Regions from separate parts of the Sus scrofa genome. Here all the other regions are linked to region 1. A link is a contact called in public HiChIP or PLAC-seq data. All regions are on one chromosome and are shown on one strand. The core of a region is the stretch at or near the end of the contact, and the rest is flanking DNA. Distances in the headings are between cores, read along the strand shown. Region 1 holds the start of IL10RB (interleukin 10 receptor subunit beta). Region 2 holds the start of IFNAR1 (interferon (alpha, beta and omega) receptor 1). Region 3 holds the start of IFNAR2 (interferon alpha and beta receptor subunit 2).

What was found. HiChIP or PLAC-seq counts read pairs in DNA pulled down with a chosen protein or histone mark.
Region 2: an H3K27ac HiChIP or PLAC-seq map of alveolar macrophages shows a contact between it and region 1. The contact joins the promoter of IFNAR1 here to the promoter of IL10RB in region 1. A contact is called at or near these places in 1 of 5 promoter capture datasets (liver), 15 of 47 Hi-C or Micro-C datasets (alveolar macrophages, blood, embryonic fibroblasts and 8 more) and 2 of 2 datasets of contacts at active chromatin or transcription factors (alveolar macrophages and skeletal muscle).
Region 3: a contact with region 1 is called in an H3K27ac HiChIP or PLAC-seq map of alveolar macrophages. The contact joins the promoter of IFNAR2 here to the promoter of IL10RB in region 1. A contact is called at or near these places in 1 of 5 promoter capture datasets (liver), 5 of 47 Hi-C or Micro-C datasets (embryonic fibroblasts and liver) and 1 of 2 datasets of contacts at active chromatin or transcription factors (alveolar macrophages).

Annotation. Positions count from the first base shown.
Region 1 is chr13:196,851,407-196,855,252 of Sscrofa11.1, forward strand. IL10RB (interleukin 10 receptor subunit beta) reads left to right here and starts at 2,200. Exons shown (of 7, transcript NM_213771.1): 1 at 2,200-2,248; 2 at 3,797-3,846. The coding sequence starts at 2,200. IFNAR2 (interferon alpha and beta receptor subunit 2) reads left to right here. Exons shown (of 10, transcript NM_001204775.2): 10 at 1-1,234. The coding sequence ends at 119.
Region 2 is chr13:196,924,249-196,927,586 of Sscrofa11.1, forward strand. It overlaps IFNAR1 (interferon (alpha, beta and omega) receptor 1), which reads left to right and starts at 1,630. Exons shown (of 11, transcript NM_213772.1): 1 at 1,630-1,696. The coding sequence starts at 1,630.
Region 3 is chr13:196,764,692-196,768,422 of Sscrofa11.1, forward strand. It overlaps IFNAR2 (interferon alpha and beta receptor subunit 2), which reads left to right and starts at 1,396. Exons shown (of 10, transcript NM_001204775.2): 1 at 1,396-1,473. All of the region lies in intron 4 of LOC110256370 (40S ribosomal protein S2-like), which reads right to left.

The DNA of each region.
Region 1 (3,846 bases), core at 950-3,449:
AGCAGCCCTTCTTCCCCAGCCCCTCGATGGCGCGCCCGGGGCCCAAAGATGCTTCTTCTGATAAGAGTGACACTTCCGAGTCGGACGCTGACATCGGGGATGGATATATCATGAGATGAATGAATCCAAAAATATTTAATTAACTTAGACGCCTACTACCTCCAGGATCCTCCCTCCCACACTGGTACTTGCTCTCACAGGGTCTGTTTGTTAAGTGCTCTCCAGAGAAGGGACAGGAGACCAAAGAGCCCATGTGCTTCCTGGTGACATTGTCTATGCAAATTCCCTGTCTGGGGGAAGGGCAGGTGGGAAACAGAGTATCCTGGTATCTTTCAGTGCATTGTTTACATGTTCAAATTGATGCTCCTGGGGAGTTCCCGGAGGCGCAATGGGTTAGGAATCCAACTGCAGCAGCACCCCGGTGGTGGGGGTGCTATGGAGGCCCAGGTTCGATCCCCAGCTCCACGCAGTGGATTAAAGGATCTAGGGTGGCCACACAGTGTAGGTTGCAGCTGTGGCTTAGATTCAATCCCTGGCCCAGGAACTTCCATATGCCATGGGTGCTGACTTAAAATTTTAAAAAAAGAAAAAAAAAAAGGGTGATTCCTCTTGAAGGGAACATGCCCTGCCTTTGCTCTCATGAATTTCTAATGTTTCTACATCACGTTTCCCAGAATAAGGAGCAAGTTTCCCTGTGGTTTTCAGGGGGTGGTTCCAGGGCCCTATAAGATTTCTGGGAAATTATTAAATTGGGCCAGAGTGGGGCGGGGAGAGAAAAGGAAGCCACTCACCAGGGTTCTTAGCAGCAGCAGTCAGCAGTGTTTTTCCACAGGCTCAAGGGAAAGCGGCCGAAAAAGAGGAGGGAGGGCTGGCAGCTGGAGAGAAAGGAGGCAGGCACAAAGGAGCAGAAGCGCACACTCTGGGTTGGAAATAGGGACCGTCCACCCTACTTGAAAGTTCCTCCTGGGTGATATTCTGTCCCCTGCACGCTTGAGATTTCAACTCTCAGCTCCTTGTCCAGCCTCCTCCATCTGAGTGAGAAAGACAGACTCACACACATCAATAACGATTGATAGCGATTAATAACAACGATTAATGAATAAACAATAATGATTAATAGTCAAACATTTGCATAGGAGGGTGGAATAGACCCTCAGTGGCATATTTTCAGATTTAGTTTTGTATCTTGGTTGGAAGATGGTTAAAAAAAATAAAACATACTTTTTACTAGAAACTTGGTAATGTCTTCAGAGCCATTCCTTATTAGAAGGGATATACATGCAGCACGTATATATGTATAGTTCTGCCGGCGTCTCTAGGTTGCACAAAAAAACTTCTGACTCTGTGTGGTGGCCTCTGGGGGCCGAGGACACATGCTGCCTCCCTGCCCTCGAGTTCCTGTGGACTGTTCTAGCAACAGATGTCAGGCAGTGTCTTATATCACCCTGCTTACCCTGCTCTGGGCTTTCCCACCTCACCACAGCACAAGTTGGAAAAGAGGAAATTAAGCCTTTCTCCACAGTCTTGAGAGAGAAACGATTATTGCCAAAAGAAGTGACTTGGTGCTGTGTTGCTGTTTATCCCCGGGAGGAAGGGGGTGGATAAGATAAAGAAGACTCTCCCAGACTGGATTTGCTAAGGGATTGCTTGAAAAGCAGTTTACTTGCGGGGAGAGGGGATTATAGAGTCCACGCCTGTTTACACGGGAGACACTTGGGGAATACTGAATGGTATAGAGAAAAACCACCACCACCCTTACTTAATTCCACCATCAGATGTAAGCTCTGCGTTGGCGTTGGAGTGTATGTATTTAGGTTGAGGGCTCCTTTCAAAGCATGCACTTAAGGTAATCAGGACACTCCACGTAGAGTTTTGCAACCTGTTTTACCATCCATGTTTTCCACTCAGCGGAAGGAGGAAAGTCCCCCGTCTGCTACCTCTGCCTCGCTGGAACCAAGCGCTTGCCCATGACCTTTCGAGCTCGGCACGCAGGGGCGGGGCCCGGGGCGGGTCGGGGGCGGGGCCCGGGGCGGGTCGGGGCGGGGCTTCGTTGCCCCGTCTCCCCGAGTTCCCGGAAGCAGCCTCGGGGCGGGGTGGGCGGGTGCACTCCGGCGCGGACGCCGGTGAGGGGGCGTGTTCCCCGTGCCCGGCGGCTGCCCGCGGGCCCCCCGAGGGCCCTCCCGGGCTCCCGGTGCGACCATGGCGCGGAGCCTCCGGAACTGGCTGGGCGGCTGCCTACTGGTGTCAGGTGAGGGGTCTGCGGGGAGAGGGCTCCGGGCGGTCTCCTGGGGGCCGGCTCCGCAGTGGGCCGTGCGCCTCCGCAACCTGGGCTCCCCGCGCGGGGACCCGGACCCTCTGTGGCGTCGCGTCCTGCCCCTTGGGGCGCTCGGGAACCGGGAGACCTGGCTACGACGCCGGGCAGCCAGAGCCCCAAAGGCGACCCCTGGGTAGATCCCATAGGCGCGTGTCAGGCCTCGCATTCAGTGTCCACCACGCTAACATCTCAATTCGACCGCTCAACTCTGCGACTTGATGGCTTTCTGAGTCCTGAATCCAGTAAAATACTTCTCTGTCCTGCTCTCAATTGCCTGCCCAGTTTAAACAACAAGATGGTGCCCCTCCTTCCTTTCTGATGAACTCACCCCTGGCCTTCCAGGGTTCCTCACCCTCTGGTTTCCCTCCTACTTATCAGGCTGTTTCTCTCAAGACATCCCTCACCTGTCAGATCTCCTGACCGCCAAGTTCATGCCTGAGCCCTCTTAACTCCTTCCCCTGCACTGTCCCTTTGGGAGATGTCAGCAAAACCGTGGCACTAAATACCAGCTATGGTCTCATGACTCTCAAATTATATCTGTTGGAACTAGTTGAGTGATGGGCCGGTAGCGATTTCTTATGCTTGTCTCTGTACTTCTGTGTATGTGTGGGATTTTCTTTTTTTCTTTCCTTCTTTTCTTTTTCTTTCTTTCTTTCTTTCTTTCTTTCTTTCTTTCTTTCTTTCTTTCTTTTCTTTTTTTTTTTTTAAAGGGCGTATCTGTGGCCTATGGAATCTCCCAGGCTAGGGGTTGAATCAGAGCTGCGGCTGCCAGCCTACCCCACAGCCACAGCAATGCCAGATCCAAGCCAGATTTGTGGCCTACCCGCAGCTTGCCCTAACACCGGAGTGTTAACCCACTGAACGAGACCAGGGATCAAACCAGCATCCTCACAAACACTAGGTCTGGTTCTGACCTGCTGAGCACAATGGGAACATGGGCATTTTCTGTTATAAATTTAATGATGATTTCTCCCTCTAGTCCAGATCTGTCCTGAGTGCTCCAGTCTCATACATCCAGCTGTCTCTGACACGCCTGCTTGCATATTCTTTAGCATCTCAAACCTTATGCAGATCCTAAAATGAGATTCTTGATTTCCCTGGCCCCAGCCCCAATCAGGTGCTTAAGCCAGGAATAGACGTTAATATCTACTTCTTTACACCAAATGTATCAGGAAATCTAGAGTTTATACCTTTGGGAATGTATCTCAAATCCATCTACCCACCCCCTCCCATCTTTCCACCACCAGCCAAATCCAGGTCACCCCCATCTGTCCCCACTTCACTCTTGCTAACCACCCGTCTCGTGTTAGCCGTTTCTTGCCTTCAAATAAAATCCAGACTCCTCAGCACAGCTCAAGTGTGTTTCTCTCTGCCATGTGCCCATTTGAAGACTTGGAGCCATAGGGGAGACCCGAGTGTTGGACCCCGAGTGAATTGGAGGGAAAAAAAAAGGTTGCCAGCTTGTCCCCTTTATTTTTACAGCATTAGGAATGGTGGTGCCACCTCCTGAAAACGTCAGAATGAATTCAGTT
Region 2 (3,338 bases), core at 380-2,879, 72 kb after region 1:
TACACCTGAATCACTTTGATGTACAGCAGACATTCATTATCACAACATTGTAAATCAACTGTACTTCAACAAAAAATTTAAAAAAGAGTCGTGGTAAAGGCTTTAAATGAGTATGATTAATAAGTGCAACCAGGAACTTCCTTCTTCCCTTTAGATCCCCAGATTCTCCGGGGGTATTTTTCCATCTATGCTGTTATTAAAGCAAAACACTAACAAACTGAGAATCAAACCTGAAAATTGATGAGTCACAAAATAATAATCCAATGTTTTTAAAAATGAGGCCCCAAAACTGGATAAATTTACTAAAGTCATTGTTCACTTAAAATGGATGAATTTCACAGTATGTAAATTATACCTCAAAGTTTTTATAAGGCAATATTCAAGCCCATAGTTCTCTACAAATACTCATTTAACCTTACAATTTATAATTAAATTGTTTAGTTGTAATTAACAGCTAAGCATTTGCTTATTTCATCTTTCACCCTTTATATTTTCCCTTTTGAGTATTTTTAATTTTTTAAACAGTTTATTTATTTATATTTGCTTTTTATTTTTAGGGCCCCACCCACGGCTTATGGAGGTTCCCAAGCTGGGGGTCGAATGGGAGCCGCAGCTGCCGGCCTAGCCACAGCCACAGCAACGCCAGATCCAAGCAGTGTCTGTGACCTACACCACAGCTCACGGCAATGTCAGACCCTTAACCCCCTGAGCGAGGCCAAGGATTAAACCCGCAACCTCATGGTTCCTAGTCGGATTCGTTTTTGCTGCGCCAGGCCGGGAACTCCCTTTTTGCGAATTTTTATAAGATACATAATTGATTATTAAGGTGCTTAAATAACCGTTTGAATGATGGACTCAAACCTTTTACTGATAAGGGCAGAAGATCAAAAGAGCTTGGAGAGCGTTGTTCTGGACACCACCCCCAAAGCCCAGAAGCCGTCACCATCTTCTCAAAGAGGCCCTTGCGCCCCAGGCCAAGATCAACGCGTCTCGGCTTCACTCGGAGGCGCCTGCACTTTGCTCACAGCGCTCAGAACAAAGGAAATGGCCTGGCCCGCTCGGAAACTCTCCCCACTGCTTCCTCCCTTAGGACCAAATCCGCCCCAACACCGCTTTGCCAGACTCCGGAGTCCGAGACCGGGCACAGTAGGGTGCGAGCAGAGAGCGCAGAGGTTGCCCGCCGGCTGCAATTAGCGAGGGGGTTGGGAGGAAACACCCGCCTCGAAATTTGCGCAGGCGCACTGGCGAATCTCCGCGTTCCTGCCAGGGTCAAGCCCTCGAGTTACGCGCAGTCTTCCCGGAAAGCGAGGGTGGACAGCAAGTGAGCTGTCACTTTCCGGAAAGGGGGCGGGGGGCAGGCGGTGGAGTCTGGGCGGCCCCTGCCGTCCCACGCGCGTGCGCGGACGGTGGCACGCGCAGAAGGCACGGCGCGTGCGCGGGAGTCGATGGCGGGGGGTGATGAGCGTGGGGCGGGGCGACTGTGGAGGGGCGGGGCGCGAGCGGCGCGAGGGGACAGGGCCGCACGGGTCCCAGGTCCGGGGGTGGCCTGTGCACCCAAGTTTCCCTTGCGCCGCGCTTCCTGATGTGGCCGAAGACGTGATTGGAAGGGCCGGCGGCCGCCCGCGGACGATGCTCGGGTTTCTGGGTGCGACGACCCTGATGCTGGTCGCTGGGGCTCCGTGGGTGTTGCCCGCAGGTGAGAATTAGGGGTCCCGGCGCAGGTGGGGGGCAGGGCGCGAGGCTGGATGGCGGCGGCATGGGAGACCTCGGCCAGGGGAAGTGGGTGGGAGAGACAGACATCCCCTCTGGGAGGCCTCTAGTTTCAGGGCTCACATTTCGACAAAGAAGTGACGTCAGAGATCTTTCCACACCGCTCCTTTGGGGGCGTCCTCCTTGCCATCACTTCTGCCCTGTGCCTGCTCCTTGGATTCCCACCCCCGCAGGGTTGGGTGTGCCTGATCCTTGGGGTGAAGTCTCTTTCTTTCCGAAAAATCCGGTAGCTCGACTGGACCGTTAAATAATAATAAAGGCTTTAGCCATGAGCTATGCTGCCGATCTTGAAACGCGTTTCCTCCACTTAGTAAATAGTTAATTGGTCCTACGTGGGAGGATTTCTCTGCCCTCAGGGTTCGTACAGTCTAATAAAAAAGTAATAATAAAAGAAAAAGTACACAGCCAAAATGCAAAGGCTGGGAGTCACCAGGCTCGTTTGCTGTCTTTCTTGGCTTAGCTGGGTTGGGTGGGGGAATGCAGCTGTGATAAGGTTGACTTTGTAGGAGGAGGAGGACCCACACACAAACAGGGCCTGGCAAACGAGAGCAGGAGTCCAGGGGTTGGTGAGGCCACCTGGAGGACTTGAAAATACTTAACTGCTTAGAAAACCAGACCCTGATTTTCTGGGGTACATGGTATCCGATCTTGTCCTAAAAAATAAAACGGGCAGTTATTTTACCATCACAATGAGTTTCTTCCAGAATAAGCAGAGGAATGGCAGTTTGGGACAAGCAAGCTATAGCAAAAATCATACGCAATTCCAACAACCAAAAAAAAGAAGAATGTTACTTTACAGAGAAAAAGGAGGAAGTCCAGTGGGGTTGTTTTGAGCAAAGTTCATTGGATGAAAGCAAGGGTTGAGGAGAGTTTGGCGTTTCCCGTTGGCCGGGCTTGTTAGGGAGAGGACAGTTCCTCCTGCCGAGGGATGTAATTGACATTGATTGACGTTATGGCTGGCTGCTGTAGTTGATGGTGAGGGCAAGTGCCTGAAGACTCCCAGGTTCTGGCCTTCTGACTTCATTTTAAATGAGGTTACCTGGAGTTCCCTTGTGGCTCAGCAGTTGTGAACGCAGCTAGTATCCAAGAGGATGCGGGTGTGATCCCTAGCCTTGTCCAGTGGGTTAAGGATCCGGCATTGCCATGAGCTGTGGTGTGGGTTGCAGATGTGGCTCGGATCTGGCATTGCTGTGGCTCTGGTATAGGCCAGCAGCTGCAGCACCAGTTTGACCCCTAGCCTGGGAACTTCCATATGCCGCAGGTGTGGCCCTCAAATAACAGTAAATAAATAAATAAATAAGGTTTCCTTTATTCTCTTTCATAAACTCTTCCACAAATACAGCATATAGTATAGTATATGGGTACTAGGGTCTTGGTATAACCCCTGGTAATTTCTTCAGAGTCTTTTGTTCATGAAGATTTTGCATGGAACTCACGTTTGCCTTTGTATTAAAAAGAATTTCCCAGAGTTCCTGTCATGGCTCAGCGGAAACGAGTCAGACTAGCACCCAGGAGGAGGACACAGGTTCGATCCCTGACCTTGCTCAGGGGCTTGGAGATCTGGCATG
Region 3 (3,731 bases), core at 146-2,645, 88 kb before region 1:
TTTTTTGCACCCAGCAAATATTTATCAAGAAACCACTTAATCCCAGCACAGTGCTGAGGGCTCTCACAAAATTCTTTCTACTGAATTTCCACCACAGTCCTTAAGAGGCAAGCATGAAAATGCCCATGCTTCCACACAAGGAAATTGAGACTCAGAGAGGTGTGGAAATGACATGACAGCTTTGGCTCCAGTCTTGAGTATGAGATACTCGCATACTTCCTGCGTTAGGAGGGGCCACAATCAACCAAGAATGTAACAGCAACTGCCCCTTTTCCAGGCTTATCTCTCTGCACAACCTCGTTCTGCCAAATGCAATCGGCAGTTGCGAGCAAAGGCAGTTCGAGAACGCCATTTCTTTCTTTGAAGTGTGATCAGAAAACAGCCCTATCTTTGCCAACCAGCTTCAACTGCAGTACCCTGAGCTGCATGGATGGGGTTCATGGGTTAGAGGGGATATGGTGTTTTGTCACTAAGTCTCACAGTTTGCAAAAGATGGCTCATCTGAGAAAGAGAGTAAAGAGTATTTAAGATTATCCCTTTGAAAATATCCCATCACCCCCTAAATTTCCTAGGCTTTCTTGGGTGGGAAAGGGGCAGAGCAACTCCAAGCCCAGAAGGATGCTTTGTAGCTGGAAATACCACATTCCCCTGCATCACTCAGGAGAGACATGGGGGCCCCGCTGCACAATGCCCCTCACCGCATATCTCACGCTTTCCTGTATTCGTACAGGCTTGCGTGACACAAGCTGACAAAAATCAGGTTTTCCAGTCTGTCTCCCAGATTATACTTTACAGAATACTGGCACATAAATATGCAGTCACCAAGTATTTGCTGGTGTATTAGGGGGAAAACTGTAATCTACATGCAGAAAACAGACATGAGATAAGCTGGAGTGATTGGACCTATGTGAGATGGTAGCGAAGTTATTTTCAGACAGCGCCCAGGGAAGGAGCCTGGCTCAGAAAGGGACGGGAAAAATGCTCACAAACTTTGGTTTATGGCTTATGGGAAAAAGACCCAGATGGAACAAGATGGCAGAGTTGCACTGACCCTTTGAGGAAGGAGAAGTTAAGATGTGGCATCTAAACCACAAGGCAGACACCAGAAAAAAAAAAAAAAATTGCGTAAGCAAGGAAATTCTCAGTTTGGAGCATCTTCTTATACTCAGAGGAAATGTTATTCAAAGTTGCAGCTAGTGAGAAATTGAGGAACAGATGCTTGATAGTTGGTGTGCAGTTTTTGCCTGTAGTCGTAATTGGCAGGGGCAGTTCCACGGCGTTTCAGAGGCCGAGGTGGAAAAGGAGGAAATAGAAGGGGCTGGGGACTGACGGTCACAGCATAGAGGCAGCCACCAAGGATGAACTGGAGCAAAAAAGCAGAACTGTCTACAAGGCACGTATCCCTGAAAGAGTATTATGCAGAGAAGCCCCAACAGCAGCGGCTGTGGCTGAGCGAATCCTGCTTGGAAGCTGGTAAGCCCCTCTCAAGCCCCAATGGTAATGATGGTAGGTGAGCAATCCGTTATCTTTTGTCAGCATCATCCATGCTAGCCTCCTCGTCGCCTTCTTCCCACATCCTAACCCAAGGAGCCAGGCTTTCTTCGTACAGTTTCTATTCTGCAGGAGGTTAAGCCAACAGAGAATCAAAACTAGGAGTTCCCGACAAGGAACGAATCCGACAAGGAACCAGGAGGTTGCGGGTTTGATCCCTGGCCTCGCTCAGTGGGTTAAGGATCCGGCGTTGCTGTGAGCTGTGGTGTAGGTCACAGACGAGGCTCAGATCTGGCATTGCTGTGGCTCTGGCGTAGGCTGGCAGCAATAGCTCTGATTCGACCCCTAGCCTGGGAATCTCCATATGTTGCAGATGCGGCCCTAAAAGGACAAAAGAGAAAAAAAAGCTAGTTATCACTATGTATAAAATAATAAGCTAGGACCGAGAGTGTGAACAGTTGTTTCTGCAGCATCTGGAGCGTGGTCCTCCGGGCATTGTTTTCTGCTTTATTTTGTCCTTGGTGGCCTTTGGAGGGGCTGAAGTAGCTCCGGAGAGGTGGGACGGCAGAGATGAAGAGTGTACACCACTTTTGCGGGTTACAGATGGTGTGCAGAGAAGTGGGCGCTAAATGCGTGCTACCATAGACCCCGATTCAGGCTGGGCGAGAAGTGTTCCCATAGGGAAGTCCCCATGTTTTTGGAAACAGATTCATTCATACAACCATGCATTTAGTTGCACACCTACTATGTGCTATGCGCTGGGCACAGAGTAATGACAGCATCCCATCAAGTTCTTGGGCGATTCTGATGGGATGCCTGCAAATGAGGGACTTGGTTGGATCCAGAGGACGTGAGCTTTTATGCAGGGGGATAAGCCATATCTCCCTAAGGGGCAAGGTCAATGGACCTGGACAGAGAGTGGTTTTAACTCTCAGTAATGGAGAGACCGGTACCTGTAGGTCAATAGGTACAAATGAGGACAGCTGAAATCTACATGGAGCAGCTGAAAACTGGCAAAGAGGTTTAAGCTCCTCACCATTCATTGGGCATTCAATTCCCTGAATGCACCAGACTTTGGGACACACCAGCCCACAAGGCCCCTCTGTGTGAGTCTGGGAAAGGCACGGTGTGGGCACCTATCTTCCTGGGAACTGGGTGAAACCTGCTGTCCCACAGCTGGACTTGAGAACCCACATACCGCCTCCCAGCCTGCTCTGCTGGGGCCTTCTGCCTTAGACATTTACCCAAGTTCTTCCATCTTCCTGCAAGGCTTCCCCACACCCCCACCCCTTCCCACCTCCCCTTCCAAACCCCACCTTAGAGATGACCGTCACAGAGTTCCCGTGTGGTTCATCAGATTAAGAACCTGACTAGAATCCATGAGGATGCAGGTTCGATCTCTGGCCTCTCTCAGTGGGTTAAGGATCCGGCGCTGTCGTGAGCTCTGGTGTCAGTCACAGACTCGGTTCAGATCCAGTGCTGCTCTGGTTGTGATGTAGGCTGGTAGCTGTGGTTCCACTTTGACCTCTAGCCTGGAAACTTCCATAGGCCACAGATATGGCCCTAAAAAGGAAAAAAAAAAAAAAAGACGGATGACTGTCACAGGTAAGCCTTCCCAGCCCCTCACAGCTCCAAGTCACTGTTTTATATTGTCACATCACCCTGTATTTCTCCCTAATCAGCCTTGTCGCAATTACAAGCACTTGTGTAATTGTCCTTCCCCCCAGGAGCGGGTAAGCTCCCAGAAAGGAGGGTCTGTATCACTTGTGCTCATGCTGGGCACCTAGGATGCTCTCAGTAAGTCCTTCCTGACTGGTGAAGTGAATGGAGCTTCAAGTTAGGGCTCATGGAAATTTTCCTTATCCTTCTAAGGAGAGTGATTTGAGCACACTCGCCACTCCGTGCAGCCCAGACATGCCTGGGTGTTCCTATTACAAATGCTGGCTCGGAGTTCCTGTCGTGGCTCAGTGGTTAACGAATCCAACTAGGAACCATGAGGTTGCGGGTTCGATCCCTGGCATTGCTCAGTGGGTTAAGGATCCGACGTTGCCCTGAGCTGTGGTGTAGGTTGCAGACGCTGCTTGGATCCTGCGTTGCTGTGGCTCTGGTGCAGGCCGACGGCTACAGCCCCGATTAGATCCCTAGCCTGGGAACCTCCATATGCCTAGAAAAGGCAAAAAAACAAAAACAAATGCTGGATCCTCTCATCATACGGGGTCATGGAGGCTCCATGCTTTCAC